Regions from separate parts of the Mus musculus genome. Here region 2 is linked to region 1. The links are chromatin contacts, called in public promoter capture Hi-C maps. All regions are on one chromosome and are shown on one strand. The core of a region is the stretch at or near the end of the contact, and the rest is flanking DNA. Distances in the headings are between cores, read along the strand shown.

Region 1 (2,757 bases), core at 137-2,636:
GAAAAATCACCAAGATTAAGGCTCTGAACGTTTTCTTCTTTCTCTCTCTCTCTTTCTTTCTTTCTTTCTTTCTTTCTTTCTTTCTTTCTTTCTTTCTTTCTTTCTTTCTTTCTTTCAACAGAAGCGGAGGGAGGTTAAACTCTCCGAACGTCCTCCACACACTATAATTTGACACAACTTTCCTGGTTTAATATTAAATACAATTTCAAACAGAACTCTCCAACTTTCAATTCAAATCCAACCTCTCCCTCCTTGAGTTCTCAATCAGAGATGATACAAGTTCAAGCCATGGAAAGCAGCTCCCGCGACAAGCGGAGCGGGATACCCAGCTCAAGCTCCGGGCGGACTCCATCTAAAATCGAGGCTGGCGGGACCCGGACACCGAGCCGAGAGCGAGGGCCCGAAGTGGCCCAGATCCAGGGAGGGGAGCGGCGGCCCGACCCCATCTTGCGGTCCTCCCTGCGGGCGAGGAGGCCCGGGACGCACGGCTCTCCGCTCGGTAGCTCCGCTCCGAAGCCACCCGGCCTGGTCCCCAGCTCAGAGCGGCGACCCCCCGACGGCCCAGCAGCCCAGCCCCACGCACCTGCAGCTGGGCGGCCGCGGCCGCCAACGCGCTGTCCTCCGCGGGGCGCCGCCCGCCGACTCTGCGCCCGCGGCCCGGCCCGGCGAGGACGCGAAAGAGAGCTGCGGTGCCCGGGCGCGCTTCGTGGGGCCCCTCCACGCGCGTTCGCGTTCTGCTGACTAACGGCTCCGCCGCGAGGGGCGGCCGCCGCCGGGGCTCTCCGGCCCGAGGTCCCGCGCGGCCGTGGTCGCCGTCCGCAGCGCAGGGCCGGTGCTGCCTTCTCCGCAGCCCGCCTTCCTTGGCACCTCCGAAGGCCGCCAGGCGGCGGAGCGCGCGGCCGCGGCGGGCGGGAGCTGGGAGGGCGGCGGGGGGCGGGGGGGCGAGCGGCCCGGTTCGAGCTGCTCAGTGACTGGAGGAGGGCGCCGAAGCTGACCCGGGCTCCGGGCTGCAGGCGATCAGGGCACCGGCCTCGCCCACCTTCCACCAATCACAAACTGCGCAGCGGAGTCGCTACGCTACGGAGCCGGGAGACAGGTTGGGAGCGTTCGGCAGGAGGCGGGGATTGCGGAAAAGAAGAGCCAATAGGAACGGGGAATCTCCGTCCCTCCGCCGTGATGGACAGCCGCGTTCGAGCCAATGGGGGAGTTCTAGATTCGAAGAAAGCCGGACTTGCACCTTGGGTCCGAGGAAGGCTTTCCGTGAAGCCGGTAGTCGAGGATGTGCGGCAAGGCAGAGCCGAGCGTGACCTCCCTAATGAGTCACGTGGGCCGACCTGGGGCTGGGACGGAAAGAGTAGAAGAACTTCTTCCGGGTCACTGTCCTTAGTCTCAATCTGGGGCGGGAACGTCTTTACTCTTTCCTGTAACTTAAAGGCTGCACCGATTTACAGTGCTTGAGATTTTGGTGATGAGTTCCCAGAAAGGCAACGTGACTCGGTCCCGGCCTCAGAAGCACCAGAATACGTTCACCTTCAAAAATGACAAGTTTGATAAGAGTGTTCAGACCAAGGTAGGCCCTTGCCTGTTGTTCTGACTGCCATCCCAGGGGAAAAAAAAGTGACAGAGAGAGGAAAGGGGACAGAGAGAGGAAAGGAGAGGAGTTGGCGAGCGTGGACTGCAGCCCAGTTAGTCTTGGCTGCAGTGCAATCGTGTCTCAAATATTCTTCCCACGCCCTTTCTTTGGCTTGGCTCTGTTCCGTGAATCTATCTGATGGTCAGCACATCTCAGTAGTGGCGCCGAGACTGGATAGGGCAGCTTAAATTCATCCAACCTAAGGTACCGATGGGGCGATTGACGCCTTGGATGCTCCCACCTGGATCACGCCCCCGCAATAAGAAAATGAAATGAAGGCACTCGTCCGAGTGTCTCTTTGCAGCGACTGTTTTTCCGAGAACTCCCAAACCCATAAGTTTGTAGGGAGTACGATCTTAGCGTCACTGTCCTTATCAACAAGATGTTATTTCAGTTTTGTGTTGGAGCAAACGTTTTGGCTTGTGTAAAAATGGTTGCTTGCTGTCTATACAATTAACTTAGCAGGACCTGTGTAAAGTGGAAGAAAACTCAGACTGTTTGTTACTTGAGATATGTATGACTAGTGATTCTGTGAATAGCGATCCCCTTCCCCATAACTGAATGGGGAGCGGATAAAGGCCTTTAGTCGTCCTGGAGGCCAGCTTACATCAGATAAAGTTAATATTTACAGAAACAAGAGCTCAAATTTCCTAAGTTTGTTCCTTGAAGTAATTTAGTAATTTCTGTGACCTTTAGCCTCAGATAAGAAATCTGATAGGATTATTCGGAAGCTAACAGAAGAGTAACTAGTCTGGGACATAACAGGTGGTCAGCAGGTGATTACGTTTAAAACATTAAAAAGGCAATCCATAGTAACTTGTACTCTGTCTTTCTCTTTCATTGTTTCTCAGATATTTAATAAATACCTTTCACGTGCAGGGTTCTAGACCCCTGGTAGACAGTGTTCAAAACTATTGATTCTGCCTTTACGGAGCTTGTAATTGTCTGAGTAATATGGACAGTCAGTCAGCAGATGGATCTGTAATTACAAATTTCAATAGAAGTTGCTAAAGGGAAAGGCAGTTCAGTGAAGAATAAAAAAAAATAGTTTAAGCAGGGCCCTCAGACCACATTAGCAGACACTCGTCCATAAACCTGCTTTTCCTGTATTTTAGAAAAATATT
Region 2 (2,757 bases), core at 140-2,639, 1.6 Mb before region 1:
TTAAAACTATTTAATGGTTTATCTTTATTTCCCCATTACCCTAGTCTCTGGCCGGTTATTATTGGTTGGGTGAATGTTGCCTATGGGCTTCAGGGGCATAATCTTTGAAAGGGCTAATGAGATGAACATGGGCACAGGGAGGTAGAGCCATTCCTAAAGAAGCAGGGAATTTAAAGACCCTGAAAGGACCCCTATGGAAGATTTAAAGGAAGGATTGAAGAAAGCGAAGGGGATGGTAACCCCATAGGTAGACCAACAATATCAACTAACCTGAACCCCTAGGAGCTCCCAGAGAATAAGCCACCAACCAAAGAACATACATGGGCTGGTCCAAGGCCACCAGCACATATGTAGCAGAGAGCAGCCTTGTCTGGCCTTAGTGGAAGAGGATGTGCTTAGTCCTGCAGAGACTGGATGCCCCAGGGAGGGGGGATACCAAGGGAGAGGCACCCTCTCAGAGTCAAAGAGGAGGAGCGATGGGGGGGGGGGGGAAGAACTCTGGGGGGGGGAGAGAGACAACATTTGGGTTGTAAATAAGTGAAATGCTTAATTAAATAAAAGAAAGAAAGAAAAGAAAAAAGAAACCCTGAAGGGAGAGGCCATCTGGTGGCTGCACTGGAACTGGTGGCTGCACTAAGGAAGCAGAAGTAGTAAAAGTTCAAGACCAGCCTGGGCTCTCTAGTGAGTAGTAGTCCATCTAGAGCTATATAAAGAGTCTGTCTCAAATAAATAAATAAATGTATGTGCTGGGAGATAGCATGATGGCCCAGTGGTTAAGAGAACGGACTGCTATTCTAGAGGACCTGGGTTCCACTGTCTGTAACTCCGAGATCTGACACCCTCACACAGACATACATACATGCAGGCAAAACATCAATGCACATAAAATAAAAATAAATAAATTATACAATAAAAGGACTAGGAAGTGTGAGTGGGCAAGTAATTAATACACTCTTCACAATCTTGAGAGCATCAGATGGTTGTTAGTGCCATGCTTCCAACAACAGGCACAGTCAACAGGCATCTTTTCTTTGGAGTTCATTTGAGCACCAGGGAAGGAAACTGCAATGTAGAACATAAGACAGATGAAGCCTGGAGTTCTGGGAGGGACCGTTGCAAAGTAGTAACACACACACACACACACACACACACACACACACACACACACACACACACACACACACACACACGAGAAACACACAGAGACACACACAGAGACACACACAGAGACACATACACACACACACACACACACAGACACACACACACACACATCGCACCTCTGAGGCCACCGGGGAGCGTTGGTCGGGGCGTGGCCTCGGGTTTGCGGGGCGGAACCGCGCAAGCGCATCGGGGCCGCGGGGGCGGGGTCAGGCGGGGTCAGTTAGCGCGGGAGCCGGGCGCGGAGGCTCCTGGGCTGCGGCTCGCCGGGAACGGAAGCCGCTGCGGGACGCGGAGGAAGCCAGGATGGCGACTCCGAGCGGGAAGGCTGCTCCCCCCAACCCCCAGGTTTCCAAGCGGTCTCTCCCGAGAGATGCTTCCTCCGAGGTCCCGAGCAAGAGAAAGAACTCGAACCCGTTGCCGACGCTGCCGCGGCCGTCCGGGACCTTCGTCGAGGGCTCAATCGTCCGCATCGCCATGGAGAACTTCTTGTGAGTGGCGGCAGGCCGCGCTGGGCGGGAGCAAGCGGCCCGCAGGCCCGGGGCGGTGGGCTGTGCCCGGCGGTGGGGAACCTGTGCCAGGCTAACCCTGAGGCATTCCCTGCCTAGGCCACGAAGACTGGCCGTGTTGGCTGTAGTAGGCGTGTGGCCTGATGTTTTTATCCACCCAGTGGTTTTGGAAGGCGTCGGCTCTAGGCAGTAGATACGAAGGGGCCGGGTCTCTAGTTTGTTAATCTGCGAATCTCGATCTACCACGGACCTGTGCACTTCACAAAACTCGACAGTTACAGCAGAGTGGCAAATTTTAAAAAGTGTACACGATTTCCAGAATGGGCAGATGACATGGTAATGGTTGTTGATTGGAGATTAGAGTGTACCAAAGAAATTAAAAATCGTGTTCCCAGTTTTTGTACCTCCTTGCAGATTCTTGCCCCGTCCAATCCTCCTTTCTTCCTTGCCCCGACCCCAACTAGTTGAGTAGATTCTAAATGTTACCAGAAATATCATTATCTGTTTATCATCTTAGAGTTATCTTTTCGAGGTATTTTTTCTTAAATGTAGGCTTGCATAATTTATAGACCCTTAATAACAATACCATTTTTTTTTCAAGCAGTTGTGTATCAGGTGTTCGTTTGTTTTATTTACACATCGCTGCGTTTCTACCTGTCTTTGTTGATGACATAAACTCATGGCTATTGTTTTTTTGCCCCGGTCTGTATAGATTCTAATAGCAAAATTGCTAATTTGAATCCTGATCAGGAAAGGTAACTGTACTCAGCATGAGGTTATCTGCTGTAACTTATCTACCCAGGATTTCATGGGAGGCACAGACTGAAAAGGCTAAGTCCATCCCCAACCATCAGAGCTTTGTGAAGAAGATACTAAAGTAGAAAAGGAGGGAAGACGATTACCCAAAGAAGGAACTGCCTGAAAGCCAGTTTGTAATGTTTCGTGAGTGACCTTAGGTAGAATGTAAGAACATAGGTGAATAGAGGTTGGAAACGATTGTTCCGGCTTGTCTGTTACTATACTAAAGAACTCCAGCATCATCCTGCAGGCAGGCGGTCGGGAACCTGTGATTTTGAAAGGGTGCCAG

What was found. Promoter capture Hi-C pulls out the DNA fragments that hold promoters and counts their contacts.
Region 2: a promoter capture Hi-C map of pre-B cells shows a contact between it and region 1, with 2.9 times the contacts expected there. A contact is called at or near these places in 1 of 39 promoter capture datasets (pre-B cells), 1 of 484 Hi-C or Micro-C datasets (pre-B cells) and 1 of 130 datasets of targeted methods (large pre-B cells).

The regions. Positions count from the first base shown.
Region 1 is chr19:21,651,420-21,654,176 of GRCm38.p6, reverse strand. 1110059E24Rik (RIKEN cDNA 1110059E24 gene) reads left to right here and starts at 1,386. Exons shown (of 4, transcript NM_025423.2): 1 at 1,386-1,570. The coding sequence starts at 1,469. It overlaps Abhd17b (abhydrolase domain containing 17B), which reads right to left and starts at 868. Exons shown (of 4, transcript NM_146096.3): 1 at 584-868.
Region 2 is chr19:23,272,529-23,275,285 of GRCm38.p6, reverse strand. Smc5 (structural maintenance of chromosomes 5) reads left to right here and starts at 1,389. Exons shown (of 25, transcript NM_001252684.1): 1 at 1,389-1,652. The coding sequence starts at 1,468. It overlaps Gm33950 (a long non-coding RNA gene), which reads right to left and starts at 1,378. Exons shown (of 2, transcript XR_386613.2): 1 at 1,281-1,378; 2 at 927-1,062.